Linked DNA regions of Zea mays: region 2 is linked to region 1. The links are chromatin contacts, called in public Hi-C maps. All regions are on one chromosome and are shown on one strand. The core of a region is the stretch at or near the end of the contact, and the rest is flanking DNA. Distances in the headings are between cores, read along the strand shown.

Region 1 (5,186 bases), core at 1,642-4,141:
GGTGGTTGGGGGTATTTATAGCCCCAACCACCAAACTAACCGTTTGGTGAAGACTGCTGTCGCATGGCGCACCGGACAGTCCGGTGCGCCTGCCACATCACCCAGCCGTTGGATTCTGACCGTTGGAGCTTCTGTCTTCTGGGCCACCGGACAGTCCGGTGGTGCATCGGACAGGTCCTGTAGACTGTCCGGTGCGCCTTCTGGCGCGTGCCTGACTTCTGCGCGCACTGTAGCGCATTTAATGCTATTGCAGGCGACCATTGGCGCTAAAGTAGTCGTTGCTCCGCTGGCACACCGGACAGTCCGGTGAATTATAGCGGAGTGGCTCCCAGAATTTCCGAAGGTGAGCAGTTCAGAGTTGGAGTCCCTGGTGCACCGGACACTGTCTGGTGGCACACCGGACAGTCCGGTGCGCCAGACCAGGGCACACTTCGGCTGTCTTTTGCTCTCTATATTTGAATCCTTTTTCGGTCTTTTTATTGGTTTGTTGTGAACCTTTGGCACCTGTAGAACTCATAATCTAGAGCAAACTAGTTAGTCCAATTATTTGTGTTGGGCAATTCAACCACCAAAATCAATTAGGAAAAGGTGTAAGCATATTTCCCTTTCACCCCCGGGGACTATACTAACTCCGAGCTTATCTCGGAACGCCCCAATTATTTCCTCTCTTACTATATCGATGGCAGCCGGTGGGAGACCATCGTCTCTTTGATCCAATATGGGTGAGGTTGTTTGGATGTTGGTATGTTGTTTTCCTCCCCATTGGTTTGGGTTTTGCGGTGCGTTAATACATGCCCTATGAGGCTCATAGGACTGGCCATTCCTTTCTGGCCTTCTGGAGGCCAGAAAGTAATCACTATCACAGGTTTGGTAGGTTATATTATGGTGCTGGTGTGTCGCATGGTGAGATGGAGAGTTTAGCTGGGACGGATGCGGAGTTGGATATCCATCCTCCTTAAAAAACTTTGTGCCGGACCGTCCGGTTAAATACGCGGACCGTCCAGTTACGTGCGCGGACTGTCCGGCAATGTGGCGTTATATTCGGACTGTCTGGCGTCATACGTGGACGGTTCGAATGGGTTATCTAGGGTTTGCAGGGTATGTGGCGGCTTGGATGCAGGCCTCGGTAATTCGCTTCTAAAAATGGGATCGGCCGCCGCTGGCCCGGACGGTCCGCGCTCACGTGCGGACGGTCCAGACATGAGCAGATCGGCAAATTTATCGCCGATGTGCGTGAGAGGCTGTTGTTGCCCAGGGTACATGTCTATCGGCATCTCATAAAGGGGTTGTGATTGGTCGTGACAACCTGTTGCCGATGAATCACGTGTGTATTCCCTCGGTTCAACCTCGTGAGAAGGAAGATTTGCAATAGTAGACTTATCAAGCGCACACACTAGCCTTTTATGATCATTTTGTATATCCCCTTCGATATGTTGCATCTGCTCTCGCTGTTCGTCTATGTAAGCTTTAAGAGATTGGAGCTCATCGGTGCTACTTACATTGGGGGTATTCGTAGTAGGTCGGAGCGAAGCCAGATCTGTCGCCTGTTGCCGAACGACTTTGTTGTTCCTGTCCATCTTGAAGTCGGCCGGGAATTTCGCCTTTGCTTTCTGGATCAGCTGCTCCTGGTGCTCCTCGAATAGGAGCTGTTCTTCAACCGGCAAGGTTTCCCATGTCGGCTTGATGATATTGCTGGTGGAAACTTCAAAGCTATCCTTTGAACCGGCCATTGAGGGTCGATCTCGATAGGTCTATATGAAATTGTCCCCAGCGGAGTCGCCAAAAAGTATGTTGACGCCTTTTTCGGGCGCCAAACACTCAACAAGAACCAGCGGCGGTGCTCTCTGCACAGGCGCGGACGGTCCGCGACCAGGGGTCGGACGGTCCACGACCTGGCGCAGGGCTAGGGTTCCCTGCCTGACGGTCGAACAGTTCGCGCTTGCGCAGGGGGGGGGCAAAGGTCGCCGGCGGCGCCTGGATCTCGCTCCCGGGAGGGACCCCGTCGGGGAGGAGAGATCCTATGAGTTGTCTAGGCTCGGGCAGGCCGACCTAGACTCCTCTAATCGACGTAGAGTCGAAGAGAAGCGGAGAATTTGAGGATTGAGAGGCTAAACTAGAACTAGACTAGAACTACTTCTAATTGTACAAGAAATAAATGCGAGATAGAAGTATTATTGATTCGATTGATCATTCCAAATCGGTCGTATACCTATCTATTTATAGAGGAGGGGGCTGGACCCTTTACAAACTAATCTCCCGAGCTAATTCCGCGAATATAGCTAATAACCGTAGCACAAAACTCGGAACCCTAATCTGCTCTGCGCATGCGCGGACCGTCCGGCCCACAGACGCGGACCATCCGCAGCTCATTTTGGAGCTAAACAATAACCATTCAACTACCGTATCTAGCTATTTGTCATAATTGGATGGACTAGGGAGACGTTAGAGGACTTGGTTGTTTTCGACTGACATAGTTGTCCCGCAACTAAACACATCCATCATATATTATGCCACCAATCTCTAGGGTTCAGTTTTTAAACATAGAAATTGGAAATATGTTTTTTAGAAGGTTAATCTATACCAATATATAATCTATCAGTTTAAATTTTGCAAAACTCATTCAACCAAATCACTCCACATCAATAAACCTCACTAAATTCACCAAACTATTTATATCAGATTTAACACCATCAAAACCAACGATTAAGTTTGCTGGATAACTTTCTCCCACTTAATCAAATCTAATTGACGATATTATCTGAGTCGTTTCTCATCCTTTCTCTCTCCCTACGACCTTGCCTCTCCAAAATGGTAGTGTTAACACCGGCAATATTTTTTTTTAAAAAAAAATCGGGAGTCTAGCTAACGAATTCATTTTTGAGCGGTTAAAGGAACTGATAACTCGAAGGGGACGATTGAGAAATTTGTCCGCTCACCATCTCGGTCGGCGACAGCGGGAAACCACTGGGCCTCCTGCACCTGCAGCCAGCAGCCCCGCCGCGACACGCTCCCCCGAGATCTCCAGCGCCCGACTTGGCAGATCCAGCAAGCTGCACCCACCGCAGGCGTGATCTCCTCTCTTGGATCCCGAAGATGGCGGCGGGAACGGAGGCCTTTGAGGCATACTTCCGCCGCGCGGATTTGGACCAGGACGGCCGCATCAGCGGCCAGGAAGCTGTCGCCTTCTTCCAGGGCGCCAACCTGCCGCAGCCAGTCCTCGCCCAGGTGCCCCTCTATACCCTCCCCTTGGATTCGCGCATTCGCCCACTTGAGCGTCCAATTTTAGGCGTGATAGCGGCGAACCATACTAGATCCTTGCCCCGCGGATTCGAACGCGTTAAGAGTTTCTCGGATGGGCGCAGGTATGGATGCACGCCGATCAGAACAAGACTGGTTTCCTCGGCCGCCCGGAATTCTTCAACGCGCTGCGCCTGGTCACCGTAGCGCAGAGCGGGCGTCAGCTCACGCCCGACATAGTGCAGTCGGCACTGTATGGTCCCGCCGCGGCTCGAATTCCAGCTCCCAAGATAGCCGCGGGGGCGGCTCGTTCACAGATGGGTGCTGCGGGGGCGCCTAGGCCTCAGGGGAGCGCTGCGATGACGCCCGGGCAGGTTGGAGCAGCTCAGATGAATCCGGCTGGCACACCAAGGCCCCAGGGAAGCGGTATGATGCCGACATCTACCCAAGTTAGTATGCTGCAGGTGAACCCTGGTGCTGCTCCAAGGCCCCAAGGGATCAGTTCTATGATGCCAGCTGCGAGTCAGGGTGGTGCTCTACAAGCAACTCAATTTGCTGCACCAAGGGCAATGCAGCCACAGCCTCCTAACCTGGGAATTACTCAACAGCAACCTTCTAGTACCGGTTTCATGCGGCCACCACAGGTTGGAACTCCAGCAGCTTCATTTCAAGCTCAAGCGCCTGGAATCAATCAAGGTTTGGTCCATGGAGGCAGCATGGAAGGATCTATCAGTTGGCAAGGCGGTAATGCTGCCTCAGTTGGAGGCATCCCACGAGCTATACCAGGAGCTGCTCCTTCTCAGACAACACGTGGATTTGGTCCAGGTTTACCTAGCACAATGGGCATGGTGCCTGGACAACAGGTACAAGCAATGTCTTCATCGCCATTGCCTCCACAGAGCAACAGTGCTGTTTTGCCTCAGAATTCAAAAGCTTTGGTACTGTCTGGAAATGGCCCTGCCAGCAGCTCTGGATCAAGCACAGACATCTTCTCTGCACTTACACAGCCAAAGCCAAGCTTATCTGCACCTCAGACAAGCTCGATTCCGAGTTCATCCAGTTTTATGGCCACGCCTACTGGCTCCCAGAACCTGACTAATCTCACTCAGTTTGGTTCTTTGCAAGGTAGCAGCCAACCTCAACAGACTCAGCCTATCGTAAAGTCCATTCCTGCTCCAGCTACACCTGTTGTCTCTGCTGGGATTTCTAATTCAGCTTCTCAATGGCCCAAAATTACTCAACCGGACATCCAGAAGTACATGAAAGTCTTTGGGGATGTTGATAGGGACAGAGATGGCAAAATAACTGGTGCAGAAGCTCGCACTCTGTTCCTCAGTTGGAGGCTTCCAAGGGGTAGGATACTGTCACCAACTTCCCACTACCCTAATCATGTATATCATTTACTTAGGTTTTTGTTCCAAACTTAGATTCGGTCTATGCTATCATACTGTTAAAATTACTGGTTAGCATTATACTCCCTCTGTCCTGTAATATAGTGCATTCTAGATATTTAGGACAGAGACAGATTAAGGGAGAACAAAAAAGACGCATGTGCCCTTACTTTATTTCCTAATCAGATGCTATCATGAACATGATCAATGATGATTGGTTGATAAATGGCAAGTAACAATATAATACCTACCAAATTTATGCAAGTATTTAATGCAAAACTGTTTTCTGTCTCTAGAATCCCTTATATCTGAGTACAATTTTTGAATGCTTGAATGTGCTATATTACAGGACGGAGGGAGTAGCTTTTTTTGTCCTTGTGGTTCTTTCTTTATGATCACTAAACATATCTCATAGTCTGAAATACCATAGCTATTGGTTAATGCATGTGTTGTTCTTTTAACCATTTCAGAGGTCCTGAAGCAAGTGTGGGATTTGTCTGACCAAGACAATGATGGCATGCTTTCTTTGAGAGAGTTTTGCATCGCTCTTTATTTAAT
Region 2 (5,186 bases), core at 1,980-4,479, 190 kb before region 1:
TCAAGTCAATTATTAACCAATAACTATTATCATCAGGCAGTATAAGCTGGAGTTTGATAAATTAATACTCTTTTGGATTTGGAATAGGTCCAAAAACTCCAAATCTTGAAGTTCAATGGAATTCTTTTCTCTAAGCAATGGTGCAAGCAATCATTAAATCACTAACCCAGGAAGTCTCTGCAAGTCTACATCCCATTCCAAGAGGTACATTTCATTAAGGACATTAACTCATATGGTATGAGCCCACTTTGGTCCCCGGTAAAAACAGAAAGAAATAGAGGAAGTAAACATATAGTGATACTGGAGCAGACCCAAGTAACGTTGAGTGAAGGCACAATTTGCCACTCAAAAATTGCAAGTAGTGCTACATGCCAATTTTTCACTATGAGTGCCCCCACACAAATGGATCACAAGGCCCTCACACACAACCAAATATAAGGCTAACTTGATAATCATATTTAGTGTGTTTCTTGTCATTTTTTACCTAGGTCCACCCCTGTAGAGACGTATTGCATCTCACGTTGATCAAGAATTTCTGTCAGGTGCTGAGGTGCATCCAAGTTCAGAAAGCAAAAACTCACATGTTCTATTAACAGTACCAACAAGCAGTATCAAGTTCCCAGGATGGAAGTTAAGAAAGCTAGACAGGTAAAACAATATTATGCACTAGTTCATTATACACAGGATTGATTTGAAAAAGGCAAAGGTATATTATGGTTGTAAGAAGAAAACAGTAGGCTCAAAGGTTATACGAGTGAAGTGGACAAGGAAACATGAAAGCAAAGAAGGTGGTAGAAAACTTTCAGTTAAGCCAAAGGATCAAATGAAAGCGGGTATATAACACAAAAAAGAAACACCAACACAGCCAACAACAAAAGAACTGGCAAAAGAAAATCAAACAGCATACCTCAAACTGCTCCAACTTAGAATACGAGTCATTCAACAGCTTCTCACGGATTGTTGAGAAGTCCATTGGATGGTCAATAATGTCAAAGTAATCTGGAAGCTGCAGGTACACATAAAAACACCAGCCTTAGCATCCGAGTTCCCATCTGAAAACAAGACAGAACCTGAGCTCCACTACTCACCTCCTCTGCATCGACAGGCTCCGAGAAAACTCCATAAGTATCCTTCCTGAGAGCAGTGCAAGGAATACAGGTAAGTAAGCACATGGAACCGAACCAATCGTTATTGGACGAGAATTACATCAGGATGGGGCCAGGGCACTCACTTCTGGAGCCTATCGAGGATGAAGAGTAGCAACTTTTTGTCTGGGAGGGGAGTCCCCGTGGGCCCACCATCCGACGCAGCGTCCTCTGCTCCCACGAGCGCAAGTAACGTTAATCAACGAAAAATTCAAATCGCTGAACCACTTCAACGCTAATGCTTTGGTTCCCTCCAAGTCTTACCTTTCCCCGTCGCTTTCGCTGCATCCTTCTTCCCCTCCCCCTGCTCCTCCTGCAGCATCAAAGAAGCGAAACAACGGCAATCAGAACAGGAATCCACCACAATAAACACATTCTTTTATGCTTGTAAGGGCGCCAGCGGTCGCATCATGCAGTGGGAATTGCAGGGAAATTAGTGTTGCAGCAAGTTCCGCAGCAGTCGGCACTGAAAACGGCGACCTTTTTCTGTCGCGCGCCGTCCGGACAATGCTTACACCTCCATCAGTAGGAGAAAAAGGTCAAATCCGCCAAAACGTGTCAGATCCGCCCACTATTCCTTCCGAGGTAAGGATTAAAGCGCTAGCCAGTGAGGAGGGTCAAGATCCCTAGGCCGGCCGGACTCGAGGGGCGCCAAAAGGAATTCCAAACCCACCTAAAAAAAAGCAACCGCCCTCCCAGAGCTAAAAATCCGCAGATACCACCATCAGAACACCACTGATCCCCGCTAGATTCCCCGCCACAGAGGCGAGCCGTACCACAACCCCCACCACCCACAATAAAAATCCCGAACCGCAGATCCAACCACTACATCTCAGCATCGCCGCGTGTCCCGCGGCCAAAACCCCCTCGGGGAGGTCCCCAGAGCCCGCAATTTTCGAAAATTTGGCGCGAGATAGGGAGGGCCCCGACCTTGACGACGCCGGAGAGGACGCTCTTGAGGCGCTTCTGCCGCCGCCGCCCGCTCCCGGTCCCGTCCTCATCGTCGTCGGAGGGATTGGGGTCCCGGCGGGTGGGCGAGGCGGCGGGGCTAGGGTTTTGGGCCTGCAGGCGGAGGCTGCGGCGCTGGAGGTCGAGGAGGGACGGGCGGCCCTTCTTCTTGCGCCGCCGCTGCGGGGATGGCGTTTCTGCGGGGGGCGGCGGCGGAGAAGGAGGGGCCGGAGGCTTGCGGGTCTTCGCCATCGGAGGCCGGCAGGAGGCGGCGGCGGCGGCGAGGCAGGTACGGGGGACGAGGTGGTGCTGGTGGTGTGATGGCCTGGGAACGGGTCGAGGTGCGTGTGGCTTTGCGTGCGTTTGGTATTTTTTTCCCCTGGGGTCTTTCGGTTTGCGTCGGTCTGCTCGGCTGTTTTGGGGCCCAGTATGTCATGACATGCGGGTCCGGTCTGTATAGGGCCCCACATGGAAACGAGAGGGGGATAAAGCTCCCCGCGTTGTTGCGAGTCGGATCGGCCGGCCGCGGGCGCGTTTGGTGGGGTGGGACCGGGCGCGTTTGTGCCGTGGCCGGACCCGATTGGTGGGTGCCCCAGGGTCGTGTGGGTGGTTGTTTTTTTCGTTGGAATAGAAGGCAGTGCGACCCACCTGTCAGTGCGATGAGGAGTTTGGTCTCGTTTTATATCTCCCGCAACTCTTTACGTCGCAGTCACTGTTCCGTTTATTGCCATCTTCCAAGCAACCACTCTTCCCTTCTTCTTGGCGAAGTCCATGGTTTTTATCTACTTTTCATTTTTTATACCCCATTTACATGTGTGTACGAAGGAGCAATTACCGTTTGTATTTTTTACTTCACAAAAGAGGAGCAAATAGGTAATGGTGGACTACAAGATGGATAAACAACAAAGCTCTTGAATTGGTTGAGATAGTCCACGTCCTTAACTTCTGATCATCTAGCTTTAGATTGCACCACGGCCTCCATTTCTTCTAAACATCTAATAGCTTTTGTAACCTAAAGGGTGAGCAACACTTGGTTCGATTCTAAAGTGACTCTTGCAGAATTGCATGCAGGGGCTAGATAAAAGTAGCTCATTTATAGTGTGCCATTTACAGTGCATTGAAAATGATAGCTCATTTATTTGTGAGATCTCAGTGACGTTTATTAGCAAAGGGTGGGTAGATAAAATAAGAAAATAAACAAAATATTCAAGGATGAAAAAATGTGCATAGAAAGTGTGCCATGGCTAAGACATAAGGTTGTCTTCAATAGCTTACTCATCTTATCTTTCATCACTTCTAGTATTTTAAATTTCACTATGTTAACAGAATGATTTATAGTGCAAAATAATATTTTTCAACGATCATATGCACGATCTGTTGGAGACAATCTATGGATGATTGAGCGAATCGGCCATTACAAAACTCTAAGACCTAGGACTAATTATCCTGAACACTTTTATGGCATATTTGTTTAACATATAAACAGTTTTGCTTGCTGCAATATGCATTTCTAAACGTTCAGATGTATGGAGCTGTGCTGCATGGCTGATGGGCAATCTGTTTTACATGCCAAAGAAATAAACCCTTAGAGCTTGTTTGATTAGAAGGGGATTGGAGGGGGTGAGAGAAAATGAACTAATTTTCTTGTCAATTCCCTTCAATCATCTTTTAGCCAAACAACCCTTAATACAGTTGATTTCTAGTTTCTTTAGGACTACTCTACTCCAATTTTTTATGCATTCCATGGTTCCCAGCCAAACAATTATAGCTCTACAAACTCTAATCGAAACAGAATGGTGGAGTTGAGATAGCACCTGAAGAGATGCTCCATAAACTCTTGTTTTTTAGAGTTGCACCATAATGTCTATAGGAGAGAGTTTGTGGAGCAGTTTCAAACAAGTCCAGATAACTCAGAAGAGAGTAATTCATTTTTCTTAATTTCCATATCTAGAGATTTTTCAGCATTAACACACTTATCATGTTCTTCTTATAGAATATCTTCTTTTTTCTCTAGCAATCTATCATTCTCATTAAGGCATCAATTAATTAATTAATTTTATCAACTTTGGGTATGTTTGGTTGGATGTATAATGAAGGATGGAAGGGGACGGCCACAGTTTCTATAGTTTTTGGATGTGAGTCAAGTGGGGGCGAGATAAACACCAGAGTAATTTTTTGGTGGTGGCGTGATCCCAAAAAATTGAGGGATGGTGTCGCCCCGCCTCATCCTACTTTGACCTCAAACCAAACACACCCTAAAGAGATCGCTATAATCTACCTCATCATCAGAATCATCATCACTAGAAGAGGTATACTTAGGAGTGTCTCGTGTACGTACTTTCTTCTCATTAGCCATGAGGCAGGTATGCCGCTCGTTGGGGAAGAGGGAGGATTTGTCGAAGGTGGAGACAAAAAGTCCCTCATCGTCGGAGTCGGATGAAAAGCAGTCCGAGTCCTATTCCTTGTCAATGTGAGCCTCGTCCTTTGCCTTCTGATAATTCTTTTTCTTTTCCTTCTTTCATTTCTTTTCTTGTACCTGGTCATTTTTATTATCGGAACATTGCGTAATAAAATGACCAGACTTACCACATTTGAAGCAAGACGTTTTCCCCTTGACTTGTTCTTATTAGGGTATTCCTTGTGTCTCTTCAATGCGATCTTGAAACACTTGATTACAAGCGTCATTTCTTCCTTATTGAGTCGGGCAGCCTACACTTGTGCCACCTTGTTAGGTAGCGCCTGCTTGTTGCTTTGAGAGCAACGGGCTGCGGCTCGTAGAGAGGAAGTGGTCAGTTGGCAATATCATCAACGTACCTTGCCTCCTTTACCATCATTCACCCGCTTATGATTTTTTCGAGAATTTCCTCGGACATCATCTTGGCGTACTTGGGATTCTCACGGATGAGGTTTACAAGATGAGGATCAATAACGATAAATGACCTTAGTTTGAGTCGAATGACATCATGATTCGTCCATCTTGTACTCCCATAGCTCTGGATCTTGTTCACCAGGGCCTTGAGCTTGTTGTTGGTTTCAGTTGGCTCTTCTCCCCTTTTCATGGCGAACCTTCCCAGTTCTCCTTCCACCAGATCC

What was found. Hi-C and Micro-C count contacts between places; a contact is called where the count stands out from the background.
Region 2: a contact with region 1 is called in a Hi-C map of leaf, with 5 times the contacts expected there. The contact joins the promoter of LOC103631596 here to the promoter of LOC100194194 in region 1. A contact is called at or near these places in 6 of 25 Hi-C or Micro-C datasets (ear, endosperm, leaf and 2 more).

The regions. Positions count from the first base shown.
Region 1 is chr1:6,791,348-6,796,533 of Zm-B73-REFERENCE-NAM-5.0, reverse strand. LOC100194194 reads left to right here and starts at 2,891. Exons shown (of 13, transcript NM_001359424.1): 1 at 2,891-3,225; 2 at 3,363-4,590; 3 at 5,099-5,186. The coding sequence starts at 3,094.
Region 2 is chr1:6,978,697-6,983,882 of Zm-B73-REFERENCE-NAM-5.0, reverse strand. LOC103631596 (bromodomain-containing protein 4) reads right to left here and starts at 3,229. Exons shown (of 9, transcript XM_008652471.4): 1 at 2,076-3,229; 2 at 1,410-1,458; 3 at 1,232-1,316; 4 at 1,089-1,134; 5 at 908-1,006. The coding sequence starts at 2,345.